3 separate regions of the Mus musculus genome follow, and all the other regions are linked to region 2. The links are chromatin contacts, called in public HiChIP or PLAC-seq and capture Hi-C maps. All regions are on one chromosome and are shown on one strand. The core of a region is the stretch at or near the end of the contact, and the rest is flanking DNA. Distances in the headings are between cores, read along the strand shown.

Region 1 (4,596 bases), core at 878-3,377, 480 kb after region 2:
TCTGAGTTCAGTTCCCAGTGAGCCCTGAGCGCTGACGCATTATGGCTCATGTCTGACTCTTGATTAGCATCTGGACTTCAGTAAGGCTTCTGACCGGCTCCCTTTTCTCAGCTCACAGGCCATCTGCCTTTTTTCCTTCTTGGTAAAACAACTCTTTCTCTCACCAAATAAAAACAGAAACAAAATGAAAAAAAAAAAAAAGAATCACAAAGAAGAAACAGTTCAGAGATAGAGTGGTTGCTGCTCTTTCAGAGGACCTGAGTTCTATTTCCAGCAACCAGGTCAGATAGCCCAGCCACCTGTAACTCCCGGCCTCTGGCCTGGGTGGGCACCTGTACTCACATCCACACACCCAAACACATGCATATATTTAAAATTTTTTTTCTTTTTTCTTTTTTTGAGACAAGGTTTCTCTGTGTAGCTCTGGCTGTCCTGGCACTCACTTTGGAGACCAGGCTGGCCTCGAACTCAGAGATCTGCCTGCCTCTGCCTCCTGAGTGCTGGGATTAAAGGCGAGCGCCACGATGCCCGGCAATTTTTTGTTTTTAAGAAAAAAGCTATTTGGTTGACTAGAGAAAAATTTAAATAAGGCCTATTTAAATAACATCCCTTTATCCGTGTTATGGATTTTAGAAGTGATCTGACTTGGGGGCACCGTGACAGTGACAGGACACACATCCCTGGTTCAGAAGTTTTGAGCTCAAGAATCCTAATGTCTCGTCTTCCGCAGTGCAGGAAGTTAAATTGTGATGTGTACACACATGCACATTGATGTGACCAAGGCTGTAAAACCAGAATAGTCCTGCTTTGCATGAGACATCCATCAACACCAGCCAAATATACAACTGTGGCCCCATAATCTAGCCTACCATCTAGGCCTACCTAACCCCACCTATGATGGTCTCACAAGTGCCTAATGAGCCTCAGCTTTTAAGTAGACATGTGACTTTTACCACCCGAACTAAGCATATGGGTACTTGTTATTCTCTGTTTCGCCTTCTCAGGTTTGGAAATCTCCTTAATAGTTGGGAGAGAAGTAAGAAAATGAGTTAGAACAGACTCACTGAATCCTAGGAAAGAAAGAACCCTTCATCTTTTGGAGAAGGTCGCCAGAATGCTGTGTGTCTGTGTGTTTACTTATTTGTAATCACTTTCAGATTTGTTTGTTTATTTATATATGTATTTATTTGTAATCACTGTCAGGTGGGACACTAGTACTTCTGGAAACAATCTGAACTCCCAGACTCTTTTCTTGTGGGCAGGATCACAAGCTAACATCTTCAGCTGCCACAAAACAAAAAGGCAGCCACCTTGTCAGCTACTACACAGGCAGGTCCCAGGTGTCCACCGAGAGGCGCCTGGCAGTCGCTGCCCAGTAGATGAGACTCACAGGTGTCTGGTCGAAGGTTGCAGTCAGCAATCCCACCCGTCATCCTCTTTTACAACGTCACTGGGTTAGTTTCTCTTTGCGGCAGTGTCCTAATACCCCTACCCCCCCACACCCCACCCCACCCCCGCCTCTGTCGTCTTGCCTTCAAAAACCCAAAGCAATCATGCCCTCCCCTGAGGGCCTTTATTAATAACCTCAGGGGATCATTCTCTTCTCCACAACTTTCTGAATTGTAGCAGTTCTACAATGTAAATGTAACTTTAAAAGCCCTCCTGGCAGAAGGCGGCGAAGCCCGGGTAAGAGCTAAGAGCAATTTAGAAGTTCTGTCTTAAGTTCTTCTAGGTGCGGGTGGGGGAATCCGCAACAGGTCTGAGCAGGCTGGTGGGAAAGTGGGTGTAGGACAGAGTCAGAGGACAGCGTCAGCACACAGGCTCTCAGAGGAAGGATACTAGCAGTCACTAGGACTGGACAGCCGTCGCCCCAAGTGCGATTCCAGGGCTGCCTCGGCCTCGCCCTGGGAGGCAGGCGACAGGTGCGCAGTGCGCAGGCGCGGGGCGGGGCGTACCTGGGAAGGAGCAGAGCGAAGTGGAGTTGGGGCACAGGGTCCCGTTGCCCACCCGCGGCACGAGCTTCAGGCTGAGGATCTGCTGCAGGAGCCCGGCTGAGCCGCCGCCACCGCCGCTCCCCTCGCGCTCCATCCCGCCGCCATCCACCGCCCGCCGCGCCGCGGAGTACCGCACCTCCGCAGCCACGGCGTCACCTTTGGCCGGCCCTCTTCTCCCGCCCACTCCAACGGCGCTGCTAGAGTAATCGTTTCTCCTTCCAATCACAGGGCGCCGCAGATGGAGGGGGCGGGGTAACGGTTGTTCCCGCCCCCTGGCGCTGCGTTCGATTAGAGAAACCCACGGCATGCTGCGCCCCTAGTGGCAAGTTTCTTCTGCTCCATCTGGGTGTGTTGGGCTCTGCCCTCTTTAGTGCCACCTTTAAGTAGGACAAGTCCGGTGAGATTGCTCAGCGGGTAGAGGCGAGGTGTTTGCCTCCAAGCATGAAGGATTTGCCTTCCATCCCTAGGACTCATATGGTGAAAGGTGAGAACCAACTCCCATGGTTGTCTTTTTACCTTCACATACACATAGACTCACATACATTTTAAAATAGTATACAAGGATACATCACCAAAAATAAAAATTAAGTGACCACTAGCCTACTCAAATTTCTCTGTAGGACTGAATATGTATTGACAGAGAACCAGCCTAGCTGCACATCCCTAGATTCCAACCCCAGTTGCTTAGCCTGTCAAAGTCTATAGGTTCGCTGGGCGGTGGTGATACGTGCCTTTAAACTCAGCACTCAAGAGGTAGAGGCAGGCAGCTTTCTGAGTTCGAGGCCAGCCTGCTCTACTGAATAAGCTCCAGGACAGCCAGAGCTACATAGAGAAACTCTGTCAAAACCAAAACCAAAGCAAATACAAGACAAAACAAAAGACTGTAGGTTCAACTTCCGAACAACCAACAAGCAAAAATAAGACTTTTTAAATGGACCAAAACAGAGGCAGGCGGATTTCTGAGTTCGAAGCCAGCCTGGTCTACAAAGTGAGTTCCAGGACAGCCAGGGCTATACAGAGAAACCCTGTCTCGAAAAACCAAAAAGAAAAAAAGGACCAGAAATTCTCTAAGTCACAGAAGTTGAAACTTTTAGGAGCTGTGACCTGAGTTCCATCTCAGGAGCCCACGTGGTAAAAGAGAACCCATAACTGCAAGTTGTCCTTTGACCTGCACAGGTTCCCACACACATATGGCCATGGCTCTCCCTGGTTGTAAACTTGACGACGCCTGGAATGAACTAAAACCGCAATGGCTGGCGAAACCTGTGAGGGATTTAAAGTAGCAATACCTATAATCTGGATCTTTGAGGTGGAAAATCCACCTTTGATCTGAACCACGCCATCTACCGGTTTGAATATGCTTAGCCCATGCGAAGTGTGGCACGTATTAGGAGGTGTGGCCTTGCTAGAGGAAGTGTGCCACTGGGTAGGCAGGCATTGAGGTCTCCTAGTGTTTAAGCTCCACCCCAGTGCGGAGGAGACAGTTTCTCCTGCTGAGATTCTCTCAGCTCCCTCTCCAGCATGCCTGCTGCCCTGCTTCCTGTCATGATGATAATGGACTGAACCTCTGAAACTGTAAGCCAGCCCCAATGAAATGTTTGCCTTTATAAGAGTTGCTTCGGTCATGGTGTCTCCTCACAGTAGTAAAACCCAAACTAAGACACTGGCATTAGAACCTATTTAGAGATTCCAGTGTATACTGAAAGACCAGCGGGGTCATCCAGCCCCATGGACTGAACAACTCCTGGACTCTGGGCCTTCCATTAGTAGACAGCCATTGCTGGATTAGCTGGACCACTTCCTGTAAGCCACTCTATAAATCATATATATACATATATATATATATATGATACATTCAATAAATAATTTAACATATTCATTAATAAATATAAATATTTAAGTTCTCTCCCTCTGCAGAATCCAGACTAATACACATATATAATAAATCAATAACTTTAAAACCTTTTACAGCAACTGTTTTTCAGTATATTTAGACATCTTGTCAGCATTTTAGATTTTGTAGGATTTTTGCTTTTACAGGATAGCATGAACAATGCCAACAGCCCTTTCCCATAAGTGTGCTATATCCATTAATGCCCAGATGTTCACCTCCCTCCCAAAGGAAAGAAGTTAAAGTTGGGTTGGTTATAGCTCTGAGAGACGCCTTGCCTCATATGCCTGCAGCTCTGGGTTTGATCCCCAGCACTTCACAAAGGTCCCTAAGAAGCCTTCCAGGGAGAATCTGTAGATTGCCTATATAGACATGAAAATTTGGTGGTTTGACAGCCAAATGGAAGGACCTAGAAAGCAAAGCATCGATATTTTGTAGGGAAAATGTACTTTGAGACTTTTGAGTATTTGCCTTTTCTGGTCATCCAATCTTCTCATTTCTCCTTTGGAATAAACTCCCACAATTTCTATTACCTTTTTGGTTTGGTTTGTGATGAAGTCTTGCTGCGTTCTCTTGGCTGGCTTGCAACTTTCTGTGCAAATTATGTCTGGCTTCTTTTTTTTTTTTTAAAGATTTATTTATTTATTTATTTATTACATGTAAGTACACTGTAGCTGTCTTCAGACCCTCCAGAAGAGGGAGTCAGATCTC
Region 2 (4,106 bases), core at 1,021-3,520:
CAGGTCCATGTACCCTCACAGGCCTGGCCATCTCCAGTGTTCTGATCCTAACTGCTCACTGATCTCTGTAGCAATTTTTCTCACAGCAAAGCTTCTGTTCTGTCAGCAAGACCTGACACCAAACACCAGCTCCCTATACTGTTCTGGGTTCCCCGCTGTCGAATGCCAAGTCTGGACAGTTTATGAAATCTGTCAAATCTTCTATTATGAAATCTCCTTTCCCTTCTGGTCATGGTGGTTAAACTATGCCTTTTCTCTGGAACTCCTTACATCCACTGGAGTTCCCTCCGCTCCTTGTCACTGGAGCAAGGCTACTCTTCCGAAGATGCAAATCTTTCCGCACCACTCTTCAGCTTAAGTCCTTTAGCCTTGCAAGTCAAGCCCCCAAACCCCCAACCACAGCCTTTGAGGCCCTTTGATCAAGCCCCAATAACTTCTAGCTCCCACCTCTTTCTTCCCTTGACCTGCCAGCCCTTGGTCACCTTGGTTCCATTGCTGTCTCTTGACTGTGCCACAGTTTGTTTGTTTGTTTGTTTGTTTGTTTTTTAATACATGCTATTCCTCTGTCTGGAATGTTCTTCTTACCACTTTTGGCTAAGCTCTGTCTTCAATTAGCTCTTGGTGAAAATGTCACTTTCTTCAAGGTAGCTCTTACTGAACCTGCTCCAGACCCAGTATGCAAATATTATAAATATTAATAAATGTAATTAAACAATGACCGAGTCCATAGTAAGGTTCCTTATGAACTTGTTCACTCCATGAAAATGGTAACCATTTCTGTTCAATGGCTGTTGGTGCCCAGCACAGTGTCGTCAATCCGTTTAAGAACCAAGTAAGTGACTAAGAGATAAGAATTAGGCAAGATGGATAAGAGGTGTCTCTTGGAACAGTGGACAGCATGTCCTTTCATCTAAAGATCTAAAAGCACTTGAAAGATCGCGAGCAACAAGGACCAACCGTTGCTTTAACCTAATCACGATGGCCTTGCTGTCACCAGTCCTGCTATCAGGCTTGAGAATAAGGAGTTAGCTTGGCTCCACCTGAGTCTACCAAGAGCTCTGTCTCCCAACCCTCCAGATGGAGACGACTTTGATTCTTGAATAAGAAACACTTGATTTTTGTACTACCTAGTTGTTTGACCTCAGACATTTATAGAACTTCACTGAACCCTTGTTTCCACATCCTGAAATGAGAATAACACCCAGGATGGGTTGAAGGTAAAAATCCAAGATGAGTCTGTACCACACAGCAGTACCGAGAGTTTAGCATAGTCTGGGTTAGAAATATCGACTTCTCCTTAGCAAGCTGGTTCGTGTATTTTATTTCACTCTTTCAAACCCACAACACTGTTTAGGACGGAAATAAAACCGGGGGCTGGAGGATAGAATCAATAAAACGCTGTTCGGGCCCCTCACTCACTCACCCACAGGAGCCCCTGAAGGGGGCAGAGCAGAGTTTTGGATTTGTGTCTCCTTGAACCAAGAGAGTGGTGGGATGGAGAAACTGAGGCCAGGTGAGCCTAGGGACCCACTACTGAAACAAGAAAGGAAACCAGAAAGGCTGATAAAGGAAAAGGAAGAGAAGAGAGAAAGGGGGTGGGGTGGGAGGTAGTGGCTGGAGGCAGAAACAGGAGTCGAAGTTGTCAGGCGGTAGGGGGGCTGCAGAAGGGACATGTTGGAAGGAGGATGCAGCCGGGTCAGGGGGGTAGCGGGAACACCAAGCTCCTGGTGATAGGAACGGGAAATAGGGGGATGGGAGAGGGGGTGTCAGTGACCGGTTACCTGGAGAGAAACTGGGAAAACGGAGGGAAGTGAGGGTGGAGGCTGTCACCTTGCGTTCTCCTAGAGGGCAGGTGATCTGAGCTCTCTAAAGTGGCGGACTGGGGGAGGGGTGTGAGGCAGGGAGCGGGGAGTGCCCCGGGCCGCCTGGTACCTGCGGGTCCGCTCGCAGTTCGCCCACATAGTACTGCTCCAGCCAGCGGCGGGCGTTGTCGGAGTGTCTGTGAGGTGGCCCATCCAGGTCGGCACTGATGTCCTGGCCAGCCCGCGCCAGCAGCAGCTGCTCGCCCCCCGGATGATGCCGCACGAAGCTGGTGAGGTCGTAGAGGCTGGCCCCGCGGCGGACCCAGCAGGCACCGGCCGCCAGGCGCCGCTGGACCTCGGCGGGCGTGAAAGAGGCGGCGGGGGGCGGAGCGGGGGCCATGGCGGGAGAGCGGAGCTCGGATCTCGGAGCCCGGCAGTCTGCTCCGCGGCTGCCCAGCGCGCCTCTAACATCTCGGGAGCCGGGGCAGCCGCAACGGGCCGGCCGCCACCGCACCTGCTCATTTGCATGCCCTGCTCCCATTGGCCACTCGGTGGGACGCGGCTGCTGCCCGGAGCCGCCTCCCCATTGGCCCGCAGGGACCCGAGCCCCGAGAGCAAGACGCTGAGCGCGGCCCGCCAGGTAGCCCTGGGCAGGTAGAGGGCGTGCCCACCAGGTGTGCCCGGCTGCTGGTGGATGCCAGCGCATTGAAGGTGACTGTCAGGACCACCTCCTCGGCGGGCACGCAACTTCTACATCTTCAAGGAACCGCATCTTCAAGGGGGAAACTTACTGTATTCAATTCGGCAGTTTCAAGAGGTGCCAAGGACAAGAGTCACTAGGGCGGAGGTCTGGTCTAGTCCCAGGGGTTGGGGGGTATGAAATATATAAACTCAGCCACAATATATTTAATATTTGGAAATTAATTATATTTAATATTTAATCACATATAATTATATATAATTATTATATAGTATCTATTATATATTTAAATAATTAAATATTATATATTATATAATTAAATATTATATATAGTTATATTTAATGTTTAAAAACTTACGTCGTCCCACCGTGTGAATGCGCATCTAAATGCTGAATATTTATTTCTGAAACGTATATTGTACACATTTTATTACAATTTTAAATAAAAATGAAACAAAAAAATCCCAAAACATATTTCACTGGGTGCATTGGGTGAGTGAACAGACGACTTTAAAAAAGGATTTATTTTACTTTGTGTATGAGTGTGTGTATGCATATGCGCATGCCATCCCTCTGGCGGTCAGAAGAGAGTGTCAATCCTCTGGAACTGGAGATTTGTGGGAAGTTTGTGAGGAGTTGTGTATATGCTGGCAGCCCTGGTCCTCTGAAAGAGCAGCCAGTGCTCTTAACCACCGGGCCAGCCTTCCAGATGTTTTTATAAATTATATTGTATGGAAATAAAAGCCATTATTAGTAAGACAGCTTTGGGAAGCCGCATAGCTGGATTGTGTTTTTATTTAAGCATTTTCTATTGGGTTCATTGTGGACCTTTTGCATTAGTTCTGAGTTGTGGAAGACTAGTGAAGTGTTTATCCTGGGAATTTCTATTTACTTTATTGACTTATGAATTTACTGTATATCTGTCCACCTATCAGCAAATCTGTCACCTCACAATCTTGTAATAAAGACATGGCTGATTCAGTGCCCTCACCCCCAGCCTCCTCCTCTTTTCTCTTGTTAGGGAAGGGCAGTGGCTTTGGAGCCCTTCAGAGGTAGAGGTGAACTGCTGGCCTGCCTGGCAACTGATGGGTGTGTGCACACGTCATCTCTTTTGTGAGATCTTTTATTCTGACTGATCATTGTATTCTTGATTTCTGGATGAGCCACAATCCAGTGAATGGAGAATAAAACTTGTAATATTTCCAAGAAGGAAAAATTATTTATGGTGGGTCTAGAGAGAGAATTGCTAAGACCCTTCACTGCTCTTCCTGAGCACTAGGGTTCAGCTCCCAGCAGGCAGCTCACAATCACCTATAACTAACTCCAGCTCCAAAGAATTGTACCCTCCCTGGTCTGCACAGGAACACACATTCTCTCTCTCTCTCTCTCTCTCTCTCTCTCTCTCTCTCTCTCTCTCTCTTTCTCTCTCTGAGACAGGATCTCACTGTATCTATAGAACTCACTTTATAGACCAGACTAGCCTTAAATTCATATAGATTTGCCTGCCTCTTCCTCCTATGTACCAGGATCAAAGGTGTGCATCACCTCATCTAGGAACACACATAATTAAAAAAAAAACTTTAAAGCATTTGATTTGAGATTCA
Region 3 (4,187 bases), core at 422-2,921, 370 kb before region 2:
TTATGACATAAACAGTTTTTATGCTGGGCATGGTGGCACACACCTTTAATCCCAGCACTTGGGAGGCAGAGGCAGGCAAATTTCTGAGTTCGAGGCTAGCCTGGTCTACAGAGTGAGTTCCAGGACTGCCAGGGCTACACAGAGAAACCCTGTCTCCAAAAACAAAAATAAATAAATAATTCCCTCAATGCACAAAGCCAAAAATATTATTTCTCTTTAAACTATATACAAAGAGTGGGCGAGATGGCTCAGCGGGTAAGAGCACTGACTGCTCTTCTGTCCAGAGTTCAAATCCCAGTAACCACATGGTGGCTCACAATCACCTGTAATGAGATCTGACACCCTCTTCTGGTGCTTCTAAAGACAGCTACAGCGGTACTTATGTATAATAAAAAATAAATCTTTGGGCCTGAATGAGCGGGGCCAACAATTCCCAACAACCACATGAAGGCTCACAACCATCTGTACAGCCACAGTGTACTTATATACATAAAATAAATCTTTTTTTAAAACCCTATATATAATAAAGGCTTTGAGCCAAAATGGATAGTTAATTCTTTATTGTATTTGATATATATGTGTGTGTGTATGTATATGTGTGTGTGTATATATATATACATATATATATATATACATATATTTTTTTTCCAGCAAGATCACTATGCAGCCCAGGTTGGCCTCTTACTTGAGTCAGCCCTCCTGTCTTAAGTCTCCAAGAGATAGGATGAGGGCTGGTGAGATGGCTCAGTGGGTAAGAGCACCTGACTGCTCTTCCGAAGGTCCAGAGTTCAAATCCCAGCAACCACATGGTGGCTCACAACCATCCGTAACAAGATCTGACTCCCTCTTCTGGTGTGTCTGAAGACAGCTACAGTGTACTTACATATAATAAATAAATAAATATTAAAAAAAAAAGAGATAGGATGAGAGGTGCCACATCACAGTGACAGGTTCAAACCTTTATTTTTTCAAAGTTAAAAAAAAAAAAAAGAACAAGGTCCTAATTCTTGGAAAATTCAAGACATATATAATTCCATATTTAACTCTAATCTTGCTACTATGTATCAGGTTCAGAAAACCAGTTAAGCCAACCAAAAGATTTACTGATAGGCCCCACCAGTCATTCACTACCAATAACCAAGCTAGAGGTAACCAAGTTGGAGGAGTCATACAAATAAATATGAGTAAGACAACCTCCCTGAGCCCAGGAAACTCAAAGCCCAAGCTACAGATTACCATCCGAGTTTGTGAGTGCAATCGAATATCAGCCCTGATTCCAGGAAGACAGGCAGGTGGCTGAGCACTATGGGCAACCAAGCATCCAACTTGAGTTTACACAAGGTGGAAGGGCTTGGGTAATCAAAGCCAGCTCTGGTTTCGGGGCCCATGCCGCCAGGGTCCTCCACCCAGTTCCAAGCAACCTAAGATCTGTCCTTCTAAGGGGCAGATATCCTGACTGGCACTGGCCCCTGGTCCTCCAGCGGTTGGTGACAACTCACAGACTCAGCTGCGGCTTCCTGTTCGTCTACTGCTAGGGCCCAAGAATCCGTAGCCATGGCCCGCGGTGCCGGGGCAGCGCTGGCAGGCTTGCCCGCTTGGGCGGTGCGACCGCGGACTCAGGTGGGTGGCAGAGAAGTCCAGCACCGCCCCGAGGGAAATCATTCACTAAAGCTCAGACCGGAAACGGCGCGCCACGGTGTCGTCAGAGTCAGCGTCAGCTCCGCGCCCCTAAGGTCCGGGGATCCAGCGCCACTACTGTCCTCTTCGGGTTCCCACCCATCACCCTTCGCTGCAGATCGTCCTACAACCCAACTGAGGTAGCCAGCATTAAATGCTCTTGGACCGAAGGCGGAAAGTCACATTTTCAATCAGCATGGTGGCATAGATGGCCCTGGTATAACTATTACAGCCAGAATACATAAGCAAGTGTTTTACCTTTTCAGGATATTTAAAATGCCTCTGTGTAAACGTGCCTTACCAGACTCTTAGCTAAGGTCAAAATAGTATCTGTTCTTTTCAATTTAATAAGATGTCTAAGCATTGACAATCAGTCCCGTGAAACAAACAGGTGCTCAATGATATGCCCCAAATTGAGTTTTGAACACCAAAGGAAGATGCCAAGGAAAATTCTTGGTAGAGTATCAGAGACCAGAAAGAGCAAGCGGTTTGCTCAATCAAATCAATTCAGTTCCTGAAGGAAATGGTAAAAGCAGTTTAATAACAAAATACATGACCTCTGGCGTTATCTATGCTTTCTTCAGATGGCCATCTCTCCTCTCCTATGTAAAGGTTGTGTCGTTGGCATTTTATTTAATTACTTTTGGATGAATACTTTAAAGATTTAGTCATTTAATTTTATGTGTATGAGTGCTTTGCTTGCATGTCTATGTGCACCACATGTGTGCTTGGTACCTAGTCAGAAGAAAGTGTTGGATACCCTGGAAGTGGAGTTACAGATGGTTACAATGTGGCTACCTGGAATGGAACCCAGGTACTATGCAAGAGCAACAAATGCTCTTAATCTCTGCTCCATCTCTCCAGCCTTCACAGCCTTCATTTTGGGAATTTTTTTTCCGAACTTTTTTTTTTTTGGTTTTTTGAGACAGGGTTTCTCTGTATAGCCTTGGCTGTCCTGGAACTCACTTTGTAGACCAGACTGGCCTCGAACTCAGAAATCCACCTGCCTCTGCCTCCCAAGTGCTGGGATTAAAGGTGTGTGCCACCACGCCCTGCCTAATTTTGGAAATTTTAAAAAGGAAATAGCTCTAGTTTTAGAATAGTAAAATAAAGGCAGAAGGAACTACCTGCTTCCCCCTAACCAGGATTAAATAGGTCTTTATCCTGTGTATTCCATAGAAAGAAACTGAGCATCTTCCTGGAACTATAAAAACATTTTACTAATACCCCATGATAATAAATTAACCTCAAGAAATGTTGGATAGGTAAGGGTGGGGTGGAGGCAGGAGCCAGCTAGGAGGCCATGATCATATTTCAAGTTAGAAGAAACCCCAAGGAAAAGCAGCTAAAAAACAATTAAGTTATTTTGTATTTTTCAGGACTATAGAAGATTATAAATAAAATTTCAAATAGATTTTATTGAAGTGAAACATTAAGTTACACAAGATGCAATACAGTAGAATAGGTTCCACTTGATCCACAAAAACAAACCAAACTCACATAGGTGTGTATACAGTATTAAAGTTATCAGAAACTCAACTAACAGGGACTGTTTATGAGGGGTTTATCTAACTCACAGTGACCTGCCTGCCTCAGCCGACAAAATGCTGGGATTGCAAGCATGAACCATCACTACCATCTGCAATTTCATTTTATCCTCGGAAGTTAATTTCCATGTGCTCTTTTGAGTCAGAATCTCATAAATAAATAAATAAATAAATAAATAAATAAATAGCATGGTGGTGAAACCTGTAACCCCAGTGATAGGCTGAAAGCAGGAGAATAAGAGCTGGTGATCAACAGGTCCTTTGTCCTGGATCTGTAGACCAGGCTGGCCTCCAACTCACAGAGATCCACTTGCCTCTGCCTCCTGAGTGCTTAGGGATTAAAAATGTACAGTAAGTATGTACAGTATCAGAATCCCCTCCCCAATTAATTTAAATATGAATACAAGAAGCCTGTGATTGGACAGGGAAAAGGGGGCGGAGTTAAGAGTTTCAGAGACCAAGACCGGGACAGGAAGAGAGGAAGAAGATAGAGGAAGAGAGACGATCAAGATTCCATGTGGCTTTAAATAGCCACAGGTAACTATGAATATCTTATAAGAAATGGATAATTACAGGACAGTTTGTCTTATCTAGGTGGGCAATTTATATCAATATCAATTGGTTCTGAGTAATTGCGTGGACATTTCTGTGGGGTGAGAATTTACTGATATAAATCTGACTTATAAATTACAAGCCTCTAGAGTTTTGGTTTTACTGGGTTGCTGGGATTTGGGATCGCTGACCACAGCGGGGTGTATGGCTGGGAATGGGATGCAGCAGGGTCCCCAGGGCCTGAGAGTAGCTGAGGATAGCATGGGCAGATGCCTTTATTTATTATTCCCTGCAACATACCATCAAAAGGAAACCAAAACCAAAACAAAGCACACCTCAGTGTGGTAAAGTGAGCCATTATAAATGAGCCCAGCACCCAGGAAGCAGAGGGTGGTGGATCGCTATGAGTCT

The links. HiChIP or PLAC-seq counts read pairs in DNA pulled down with a chosen protein or histone mark. Capture Hi-C pulls out chosen DNA fragments and counts their contacts.
Region 1: a capture Hi-C map of macrophages shows a contact between it and region 2, with 7 times the contacts expected there. The contact joins the promoter of Tmem170 here to the promoter of Fa2h in region 2. A contact is called at or near these places in 2 of 39 promoter capture datasets (the C10 cell line and liver) and 1 of 9 other capture datasets (macrophages).
Region 3: a contact with region 2 is called in a FOXA1 HiChIP or PLAC-seq map of pancreatic cancer cells. The contact joins the promoter of Ddx19b here to the promoter of Fa2h in region 2. A contact is called at or near these places in 2 of 39 promoter capture datasets (both in liver), 1 of 115 datasets of contacts at active chromatin or transcription factors (pancreatic cancer cells) and 2 of 9 other capture datasets (adipose tissue and pancreatic islet).

Annotation. Positions count from the first base shown.
Region 1 is chr8:111,874,548-111,879,143 of GRCm38.p6, forward strand. Tmem170 (transmembrane protein 170) reads right to left here and starts at 2,128. Exons shown (of 3, transcript NM_025781.2): 1 at 1,956-2,128. The coding sequence starts at 2,088.
Region 2 is chr8:111,391,551-111,395,656 of GRCm38.p6, forward strand. It overlaps Fa2h (fatty acid 2-hydroxylase), which reads right to left and starts at 2,271. Exons shown (of 7, transcript NM_178086.3): 1 at 1,933-2,271. The coding sequence starts at 2,202.
Region 3 is chr8:111,026,099-111,030,285 of GRCm38.p6, forward strand. Ddx19b (DEAD box helicase 19b) reads right to left here and starts at 1,672. Exons shown (of 12, transcript NM_172284.5): 1 at 1,500-1,672. The coding sequence starts at 1,556. It also overlaps a transcript of Aars not described here.